Linked DNA regions of Hordeum vulgare: region 1 is linked to region 2. The links are chromatin contacts, called in public Hi-C maps. All regions are on one chromosome and are shown on one strand. The core of a region is the stretch at or near the end of the contact, and the rest is flanking DNA. Distances in the headings are between cores, read along the strand shown. Region 1 has its middle 58 kb from the start of LOC123449243. Region 2 has its middle 160 kb from the start of LOC123449242.

Region 1 (5,878 bases), core at 2,309-4,808, 240 kb before region 2:
AAACTATTCAATGCATCGGCCTATTCATGAAAAATCCAATGATTTTTAATAAAATTTCATAAAATTTAAAAAAATTATCACAAAAACTGAAAAGTGTTCATAAAAATTTGAAAAGAAGTTCATCAATTTTAAAAAAACTTCACAAAATTGAATTTTATTCCTCAGTTTTATGAAATAGTTCATCCAATTTGAAATAAGTTCGTTGAATTTGAAAAAAGTTCATAGATTTTGAAAAAAATGCATCAAATTTGAGAAAATGTCATCATAATTAGAAATTTTTTGTCAGATCCAAAAAAATTTCAGCTTATCCGAAAAAATTCATCGATTTTGACGAAAGTTCGGCGGATTTGGAAAATTGATTCATCTGATCCGAAAAAATTCAGGGGATTTCGAAAATAGTGTCATCAACTTGAACACAGTTCATCAAAAACATTTTAATGGTTTCTTCCAATGTTCTACTTTCTCATTTTTTTTGTCTCCTTATTTCAAGTTTCTATTTTATCTTTTCTAATGTGTATTTTTTCACCTTATAGGTTTTTTGTATTTACTTTTTTACTTTTTTATATCATTTCGTTTTTAGTTATGTAATACTACTTTTTATGTATCCTTTTCATATTGCCTAATCCTCTTTTCCTTTTGCCTTTTTAATTTATTTTTTTTGTATATTTTTAAAAATAAATCTAAAATTGTTTGACCCAAAAGCAAAGATATTTAGGATTATTTACGTTTAATACATGAACAATTTTAGATACGTTTGCCATTTCGAAATACCTGTTAATATTTTTTTAAAGATGTTGAATATTGTTTAGTCTAAAATATATTGTTATAATATCTTAAACATTTTTTAGTATTCTTGAACATTTTTGATACATGTTGAACTATTGGGCCGTCCGATACAACCAAGCGAGTAAATGCTGTAGCACCAGGCAGCGCCTAAAGCACCGCGTGTGTGTCATGCGGAAAATCCTATTTAGCGCCACAGGCGTCAGTTAAAGGAAACATTTGCTAACCGGCGCCTGCAGCACTCCGCATGGGCCATCCCATTTAGAGATCAGATCTGTGTTTTAGCCCATGAACTTTTTTCTAAATCAATGAACTTTTTTAAAAATCTGTGAATTTTCTTGAAAATATATGATTTTATTAAAATGGCTGAACTTTTTAAAAAAATCTGAGAACATAATTTCAAATTTGTGAACTTTTTTCAAGATCAATGAACGTGTTTGCGTTCGGAAGGCGAGAAAAATGCTCATGGTGCCATGCTCACGTGGTCCGTGTAATTCCAGAAAAATGCTCTTGCTGCCATGCTCACGTCTTTGCGTTCGTGTCACGTGTTGTACCTCTTGTCAAGAAAATGATACACAAGCTTTTCCTATTCACCGAAAGAAAACCCGAAGGAGACCAACATAAATAATTAAAACCAGATTAGAAAACCGAGCGGGAAAAAACTTGCACAATATTAGGCCTGGTCAAATCCTTCGGCTTATGGCAAGCCTAATACAAATCAGTATGAACAACATATAGCTCTGGGGGGAGCTCTCGTGTGCATTAGACAACTCGATCGGGCTCCGTCGTGAATCTTGCAACTAGCTCGAGACACAAAGGATTCAAGGATAATCTTTTTTGATGCAAACCGCTTGGATTCGGAAGGCGAGAAGTTGCTTGAGGCGAGGAGGAACAAGATCAGCATGCATAGGGAGTACGAGTGGGCGAGAGCGACGGTCGTAGCAGCCGACGTGGTCCGGATGACACCCAACGAATGATTTATCATGTTGACGAGACACGAGCGTTGAATTTCATTTTGGCATCTGGCATGTTTTTTTCTTTTCTTTCCTGCATTATTGAATTGGTGATGCGTTTTTTTTGTTATGTGATCGATATGTATGAATTTTCAAGTGTTGATACGAGAAGTTCGGCTCTCCGGTAGGACTTTTGAGGTGCCATCCGACAATGTTCTAAAAGTTTAGGGAACCGGGTTTGCCAAGTCCAAATGTTGGTGACCGGATTTGTCATACACAGACACACGCTTAACACGGCACACGACATCAATGCGATGAACCGTGCCCGAACGGAGAAAATGAGCAACCTTCTTCTTACCGCGGGTGTATCAAAGGGCCGTCCGTCGCCAACAGCTGCCGCCGTCTCCATGTACTCTGGATGTACGTACGTGCGCACCCACAATTTTGTTGACTTATATATGTAAATATATTTTCTCGGTCTTAAAATAAGTGTCTTAAGCTCAATACAATTTTATACCAAATCTAGTATAAAGTTGATGTACTATTTATTTTTGGACGGAGGGAGTAATAAGTTAGCTATAATATCGCTCCCGGTGGGAATTTGCGATCCATATGGCTGGCTGTCGGTAGCAGGATGGATCAGCCGTCGCTTATCCCACGTGCATGGCCGCGGGATAGCCAACAGACGGGATCGTATGCGTTAGTGATCTGCCCGTGACAGGACGGACCCGTCGCTACGTCGGACTCACAACCATAGCGCGCGCGGCTGACCCACCAGACGCCACGGACGTACTGCAGACGTTGGTACCCGTTGATGCCACACACCGCAGCCAGCACCGGATCCGTCCGTCCCCGTTGCACCGTGCGCTGTCGTCCCTCTGATGCATCCTGCATTTCGGAAACACCTGTTCCATCCTTTCAAAAGCAAGCCGTCGGCAGGTCGACCCGATCGTCAGCCAGATTCGGCCGATCGAGCTCCGGCCGGGCTCCGCATATATCCCCCATATCTCGCCCGATGTGATGCGCCGGCAAAAAGCAGCCGAGGGGGGCAACGCGATGATCCGCGGCCAGATCTCCCTCCCTCCCTCCGCTGCAAACCGCCCGTTTGCGCCCTCAAATCAGCGGCGATGACCCGACGCCGACGGTGCAGTGCAGTACGTGACGGGCCAGTTCAGCTCGCTCCACTCGGAGGCGATCTTTCGCCCCTACCGGCCGGTACAGTGCGGTACGTTCATGTCAAGCTCGACGGGATCGGCACGTACGCACGTACGTGTACGTACCTGGAAGCGGGATTTGATTGCACTAGGCGCGAATCAATCGACCGCCGCATGCATGCCTTGTTATGTACGTACAGGATAGGCACGAATAGTCAGCAGGGGACGGGGATGGGGACGGGCCCATACGATACGATACGGGCCATATCCTTTGCCCGGCGCCGGGGGCCATGCCTCGTCACTGTTGACACGGATTCCACGCCAAAGCTTAGCTTGCCATGCAAACGCTAATAATTCGGTGTGGAGTGGACAGTTGCAGGGGGCGGAGCATGGCCGTGCAGCGGCAGCAGACGGTTTTTCTTCTTCTTTTTACGAGAAGGGGAATAAAGAAAGAAAGAAAGCGTCGACCTGCAGCGTAGTTGCCCTGCTCTGCTCCACAGTTGGCTAATTGAGGGAGGTGGTGAGAGCGAGACGCATGACCCGCTGCGGCCAATGATTGTCTGCAGGGAGTCTTGCTTTTGCTTGTTACACGGGCGCCCGGCCCGGCCGGCGCGTCATGTGGGCTGCACCACCATATCCACAACCAAATCCACCCCGAATGATGATGGGAGACAGCCTAGTACTGCCGCCATCGCCCCGGATGCAACATGGATGGTCCCTCCATCTCGCTCTCGCTCTCGCTCCGCCAACGCGCCGCAGGCGTACCTGCTCTCGCCGGTTGCATCCACCCCTTACCATCCACCCCTTATTATCTGCTAGCTAGCTAGTACCACCGCTCCGTAAGATATCATCCAAGAACAGATCTCTCCTCAGTACGCGTCGCGCCGTGTCAGTCTGACGCGATGAGGACCGAGATTTGAGGATCCCGTTTCATGAATGAGTTGCGTCCAGATCCACAGCAGCCGCACGGCTACATGCATGCATGCAGGGAGGGAGCACTGGCCAAGGAAGCAGACGCTGCCGCTGCAGGGATGCCAGCCAGCCTACCGGACACGACGAACATTCTTTCAATAATTGCGTCTGGCAGCCACGCTGTGGCGCCAGCTCCGATCCGGAGAGCCAGAGATCAAGGCATGGACACGCAGACTGACTGATGATCAGGGAAAAGCCAAGGTCGAGAGGTTCGAAACGACGGTTGTTTTTGAATGCCGAAGCCGGCCGGCAGGGATCTCGGCGCCATGCGGAGCGCGGCGACGCGTCACGGCTAGTGGGGCGCCACATTGAACTCCCCTCTCGGCTCGGGATGCAGATGGGAGCGCGCGCGGTGGCATGCGCTGCGTGTGACCGGCGTTAACTCGTCGGACTAGATTACTGCACCCCGTTCCGTCCCGTTCGGTCACGGGAAACCGGCCGGCTTCCCGTCCGGACGCGCCGTGCATTTGCTAGCGAGCTGCTCCGTCCAAGGGTAGGACGCGCGTGAGCCGTGAGGGGCGGGAGATGCCGCGTGTACCGTCTGCATATTTTAGGACGGATCGATGGGCTATCTAGCCTGGATACTCATGATACTGCCACTAAGTATATTTTAACCCCATGCCTCCCTCGATCGTGTTTTGACTGGCAAGCGATGACATATTCTATTTCTACTCCATATAGAAACCCAAGGGCAAATGACATTTTAGGGGCTGGAAGCATCGAGTGACACTGGATACGTGCCCGTATCATTGGCACTGCATACAAGTTTTGACGTCTCTCACGATGTAACGGCGCACATATATTTTTACTAAAGTCGTGAATTCTGATCGTTTTCTTCTGATTTGCCACCCGCCATCCCATCAAATTAATCGCGTGCAAAAGAAAGCTCCCATCAGAATACTAGTTCCGAAACGTCATTCGGGTCGAAAGTTCTGGAGCAGTCCAAACTAGAACGTCAGCTGTAGTTTCTCCACTTGTTTTATTTTGCACGGTGAAACGCGGTTTGGAATAACTCCTCATCCCCACCGGCACCGGCCACCAGGCTGTTACTATCAGAGATCGGTTCCGGGCTGGGTCCATCACCCATCATTGAATCGGACACGTACATGACATGGATGACCTCGGACGGTTGCTGTAGCCCGATACCAGACGGCCCACTGGTAGTCGCACAACGTAACTGCCAGAGCAGCCACACAAAAGCACCCGAAAATTGACAATCCAATCCGCACGGAGATATAACTCTTGCCGCGAGTCCGGTTCAAGGTTGCGAGCGGAGCGAGCGTCGTAATCGATCATGCACAGATACAGAAAGTAAGTTGATACAGAAAAGTAGGGGGGAGTCTTTCTTTATTAATCATTGATCAGGGTATTGCACAATGGGGTGCTCTTCTCTTTATATAGCCTAGAGGTAAGGGGGATAAATGTCCACTTAACGTTAAGTGGGAAACGTTCGGTCAAAGGGAGGACGCTGGCCGAGTCAGGCCGCGCCGCTCCTATCGACCCGGTAGTTTTTCAACACTCCCCCTTGGACAGTTATCCGTCTGTGATTTGCAATCATGCAGGTTCGACGGGTACCCAGCGTCGGCGTAACCTATAAGAGATAGGTCTTGATTCATTTTACAAAATAGGCCAAGATCTTTGGTCCCTTGTGGGTAATGGAAGATGTACTTGATACCTTTCCAATGTCTCTTGGTAGGTTTAGAACTGTACCTAGCGAGCAAACTGACGGCAAAAGTAATGTCTCGTCGTGTACAGTTTGTAAGGTACATGAGTGCTCCAACTGCACTAACGTAAGGACCTCTGGTCTGAGAGTTTTCTCCCCCTATTCCTTAGGCCTAGACGGGTCCTTGTCTGGCTGTAAAGATCTCCCGGCCATCGGGGTCTTAGAAGGATATGCCTTATCAAATTCAAATCTTTCCAACACCTTCTAGGCGTAGGCCGACTGGTGCACTAGAATCCCGTCAGGGGAATGTTCAAGTTGCAGACATCAGGTAGACAGAACTTGGTTTTACCCAA
Region 2 (5,679 bases), core at 791-3,290:
TCGTGGCCCGCATGCCAAGGAGAGTGGATTTTTTCACTATTTTAACCTTTTTTCTAAACATGAACACAAAATGAACCAGATTTGAAAGCATTTCACGATCTGACCCTTTTAGAAACGCCACAAGCAGTGGCGTTGCTGCCCCACTATGCAACCCCTGTCTACCATGGCGTTGCTGCCCTACAGTGACACGCCTGTCTACCGTGGCGTTTTTTCTTTTTTGCAACGCCAGTCTAAAGTGGCGTTGCAGACCTACTGTGAAACACCAACAGTGCTGGCGTTGCTGCCCAACAGTGACACGCCAGTCTATCGTGGCGTTTTTTCTTTCTTGCAACGCCAGTCTAATGTGGCGTTGCAGGCCCATTGTGAAACGCCAACAGTGCTGGCGTTGCAGACCCACTATGGAACGCAGCGACGACATCCAGCCAGCCCACGGCATGCTGCCAGCAACATGTGTACTGCTGAAACGCCATGGACCATGGCGTTTCACGCGTGGCCTGCAACGCCACATTAGACTCGCATTTGAGTGGGTCTGCAACGCCACATTAGACTGTCGTTTGAGTGTGTCTGCAACGCCACATTAGACTGGCGTTTCTATGTGCGTCTGCAACACCACGGGCTCTGGCGTTTCAAAAAAGGTCAGATCGTGAAATGGTTTCAATCAGAATTCATTTCGTGCAATACTTTCATCTCATGGGTCAAAATCGTGAAAAAATCCAAGGAGAGTCAACCAGATAAAAAACTTTACTTTTACCCCAGAATCACGGGCACTACTCCATGAATATCTAGCTGAGTTGTAACTCCAAGCATTCCGCATGTCGCCAACCAACAACCACTATATATGCATGTGTGCTTTCCATCTTCCTCCTAAATTAAAGGAACGAAACCGAACAAACAGGGGCACAGATGAAAAGATTGGCTGTGAAGACGCAACATATTGAGAAAAATGGAACTCTTTTTTATACGCGGACTATTGAGGATTGGAGGGAGTATGCTGCAATCGTCCAACACATATATTGTCAATGCAGAAAATAACTTATGACTAGCATGCATGAATTGTTGATGTGGCGGCATTGCATGCATATAGTAGTGTAAAAAATACGTACTCCTTATGTTCTTAAATGTTAGATCTTTTAGAGTTTTTTTACTATATACTATATATGAATGTATATAGAAATATTTTAAAATATAGATTTACTCACTTGACATCGTATATAGTCTATAATAAGATTTCTAAAAAAACTTATATTTAAGAACTGAGAAAGTATAATTTATACTCCCTTCGTTTCATAATATAAGTCTTTTTAGAGATTTCACTAGATGACTACATACGGATGTATATAGACATACTTTAGAATGTAGATTCATTCATTTTGCTCCGTATGTAGTCCTTTAGTAAAATCGCTTAAAAGACTTATATTTAGGAACGGAGGGAGTAACTTGCATGCATGACTTATTTATGTGGCAAAATTGAATATCTAGGGAAAATAGTCAGGTGGATTATAACTATTTGGGAATACTCCCTCCGTCTCAGTTTATAAGTCCGGCACATATATCTAGGTCGTTAATTTGAGCAACTTAATGAGAAGCATATATAACAAAAAATATATCATTAAAAAATTTAGATGTTCTATTTTCTAATGATGTAACTTTTATGTTAAATAATATATTTTATATAAGTCAAATTGATGATTTAGATAGACGTGCATGCCTTCTAAACTCTGACGGAGGGAGTATAAGACTTTTTGAGAGCATCACTATCAACAACTAGAAAACCAAGATCCATCATTTTCATTTTATTCCCAAAAGAAAAGGATCTCTCAAAAGGAAAAGGAAAGGGGAAAAAGAAATAAAAAAGAGAAAAAAAGAAGAAGATAAAAGGGAGGAAGGGAAACGAAGAAAACAGAAACTGCCGGACGGAGCAAGCGATGTGTGTCGGCCGCTGGCTCGTCCGGTTAGCGTGCTGACACGTGGGACGGGAGCAGATAGGGTGGCACCCACGAATGATTTGGCTATCCCGATGTGGGGGCGCACGCGATTCCTTTGAAGGGATGGATGATGATGATGATATTATCGATTACGATTTGGTGCATGCAAGCTTGCACGTACGGCTGGATCATCTGCGCTTCACAACTCTGCATCAACTTCTTCGTCGTTTGTTCAGCGGTAACACACAATAGCACACACACAATAGCACACACAATAGCACTAAGTATTTAAAGGGGGTAGAGTACGAAAATGAGGCTAGAAAGAAATCACGTCCCTGGAGCATTCTTGAAGAGGAACAATTCAATCAGGACACAGCTAATATAAACAACCACTCTAAGCCCATCTAGAACCGGGTCACTTATATCCGGCTTAGACCCCATCGTAATCACAGCCAAATTGTATGACGTTTGAGGGGTCATAATTACCGACTGTGATTGTAGATGCTCTAATATTTGAAGAATTAAAGGGGACACACATGGACACAAAAGCATTTGCGATGGATGGATGCATGGAGTAGCCCTGATTGCGCTAGGCCCCAACCACAGCCAAGACTCCATCGTAATCATGATCATCTCACCGGAACAAGGACGCTAAGCCCCATTTCAGAACCAGACGACCGTGCCATCTTTGTCACGACAGAGAAGAAATGAGACCCACTGCCACTGGACGAAAATAAGAATACCACAAAACAAGTCGACGGAGTGGCCGTGGCATGATTGCGCTTGACTAACAAACATAACGGCCCGCCTCCAACAACCGATGTTGGCCGGCTGCCTGCTCGCTGCAGCAAACTTTCTCGTCTTGCCCTCCAACTCCAAATCACCACATAGTCCCTATCCAAAATCCGGACACGACCACCTTTCTCCATTTCTCCTCCTCTCTCCACAATAATACTACTAGTTTCTGATGACGCTCTAGAACCATAGATAGATAGCCTGGGCACCATAGAAAGCCTCCCTGCTTGCTGCTGCTTGGTGCTGGCTGTCGACCAGTCGCGAGTTTCCTCTTTGCTAACGGCGCTGTGCCTGTGTGTGTGATCCAGCGGTGCTTGCACGCGTCATGGTGCACCGACTTTTCTTCCTCCATATATGGACTAATGATTATTCCCTGTCGGCCCAACTTGGCAAACGGGTCACTGTGCGTGTGCAGTGCGTCTGATCCACTCTCCGGCGTCTAACGCGCCCTCATTGGCCGCGCAGCTGCCTTGCCCGTGCGTGCATGGCCATGATTTTCAGGGTGCTGCCGTGTATGATTGTGTCCAATTGTCACACGCACTATTGGCCGACTTTTGGGGGGGAGGAGAGACGTAGTTGGAGGGTTCTGGCCTCAAAAAAAGAGTAGGTCCATCGTCCTACTCACTCGCACGCACATCCACTTATTTAGGAACAGTTAATTGGCTGGTTTTATCACTTTTACGTACTGTGTGGTCGTTTTCTTTACCTTTCACACGAGCGATTTCATTTCGGACCGCTTGCGATTTAGTCATGAATGTCCACTGCTCGTCGCTTCCATAAAGTTTTCTGCACAGTCAGCTACAAGAAAAAGGTGAAAATGTTGGCACAACGTATTGCTCCAGTGTCATCACATGTTCCTCCAGAAAAAAAAATTGTATTGCCACATCTGCATAACAGGGACATGACACGCCTATTAGCCAATTCAGACGATCTTATCTACTCCCGCCGTTCCTAAATATAAGTCTTAAGCGATTTCACTAAGGGTCTACATACGAAGCAAAAATGATTGAATCTACATTCTAAAATATGTCTATGTACATCCGTATGTAGTCTATTAGTGAAATCTTTACAAAGACTTATATTTAGAAACGGAGGGAGTAATTGATATCTATGATTTGTACGTTGGCTCTTATTTCTTTCCCAAGGGGATGCATGCATGGCACGTTATGAGTGGAAGTGGACTGGCGGCATTTGCTTTTGCTCTCATCCTCATCACTTACCTCACTCAGTTGACATTCGTTGGTGCGGGGAGAACATGGAATTGCTTCCGACTCACTTCATAGATTTTCCATTGATTTTTGCAAGAAAGTTGTAACTTTTGCACGTCCCCTTTACCTCACACTCGTCAGAAAGTTCGAGAATAGAAACGTAAAATCAATTCCAGTCCTTTCGTGAGTTCCATCTTGGCTAATATCACTAGCTGAGCCAAATCGCCGGAAGACATTATACAATTTTTGAGCTTTTGTAAAGCACGGCAAGAACATTCAATGCTCTTAGATGATAAACAAAAACAACAACGATAACACAAGACCTATGACGATTTGTGATAAAACAGTTGCTGGCTCTACAATTATCCTTGCAACGATAACACAAGACAAAATTTTAGTTGCTCGCTCTGCATAACACTAAGCTCTACAATTATCCTTGCAATGATAACACAAGACATAATTTTAGTTGCTCGCTCTACATAACGCTAATTAGCTAAGAGCATGGATAATAGTAGATCCAATAGCTGGTTATATAAAACGGCCAAGTCATGAAGAGTTAGCCTTATTAATTACTCATATAACATAGTTGTCTATAAGGTTGGCTATAAAGACATCCTTATAGATTACTCATATAACAGTTAGGTCACCTTTTGGTTCGTAGGATAGTAATATCATGGCAATTGAAAAATCATACAAAGCGAGATGACATGTATGTCCATTTCTATTGGGAAAGAGATGTCATTTAAATTATATGATAGGAACATTTTCATTAGGTCTAGACTAATGTTTGTTTTCTTTGAAATGTGAAGGATTCGTCGGAAAGTACCCTTTTGAGCTCGAGCTCAAATGCACCTGCATGACCAGTAAAATCAAAAATGTTTCAAACAATTTTTTTTTGTGATGAACTTTGACAAATATTATAAGTTTTTGTAAATTTTCATCACGAGAGCACATTCGTGTAAGGCATGGCAAAAACAACAAAATTAGCTTTCAAAATGCTTTCAGAAGTAGCATTTTTAGCGCATCGATTTTGTTTTTGTTGTCACGCCTTACTAGAATGTGATCTCATGATGAAAATTTGCAAGAACTTTTAACTTTTGTCAAAAGTTCTTCACAAAAAAAGTCGATTTTTTTTGAATTTTTTTTCGATTTTACTGTTCATGCGGGTGCATTTGAGCTTGAGCTCGAATACTCCATGTTCGGATTCATCCCTATTCTACATGGATACATGGGAATACGAAACCATCCATAAATGGGTATAGGAATTCATATCCTTTAGAATTCCTATAAAATCCCTCTAAAGCAAAGGAGGCACCCGTAGAGGCTGACCCTTGCATGACATCACACTCCTCCTCTTTATCTTGTCTCTCTTCACCACATAGACCAAAGTGCCATGTAAGTAGTCTTATAGCCTACTTTGTAGTTCCTCTTAGAAGTAGTATTGGTAAAGTTGGGAGATATCAGTGTTGGATATATATTTAAAGTACACCAAACGACATATCAATGCAATATTTGATTCTTCGGATATATTGGTGCCATGGCCCTCCCTTGGTGATATGAATACAAAAAAAACAGCTTCCGCCCTCTTCACTTCCCTCATGCCCCTCGTTGCCGCGGGTGGTGATGGTTGGGCCATTTATGTGTTTTAGTGGTCTTCTTTCTGTCTCCCGTGTTGAAGAAGCATCACACATGATTCATGGCACCGATTGGACTCCTTGGCCGCGCAAAATTATAGATGTGGTGCCCCATCA

What was found. A called contact is a pair of places that touch in the nucleus more often than the background predicts.
Region 1: a contact with region 2 is called in a Hi-C map of seedling, with 4 times the contacts expected there. The contact joins two enhancer-like sites. A contact is called at or near these places in 3 of 6 Hi-C or Micro-C datasets (leaf and seedling).

What each region holds. Positions count from the first base shown.
Region 1 is chr4H:520,564,696-520,570,573 of MorexV3_pseudomolecules_assembly, reverse strand. No RefSeq gene overlaps it. Among protein-coding and RNA genes, the nearest start is that of LOC123449243, 58 kb to the right of the region's middle. Within about 2 kb of position 3,558, at least 3 of the 3 cell types and tissues checked have open chromatin away from gene starts, as enhancers often do. A contact at or near this core is called in leaf and seedling, where this site is marked.
Region 2 is chr4H:520,328,017-520,333,695 of MorexV3_pseudomolecules_assembly, reverse strand. No RefSeq gene overlaps it. Among protein-coding and RNA genes, the nearest start is that of LOC123449242, 160 kb to the right of the region's middle. Within about 2 kb of position 2,040, at least 3 of the 3 cell types and tissues checked have open chromatin away from gene starts, as enhancers often do. A contact at or near this core is called in leaf and seedling, where this site is marked.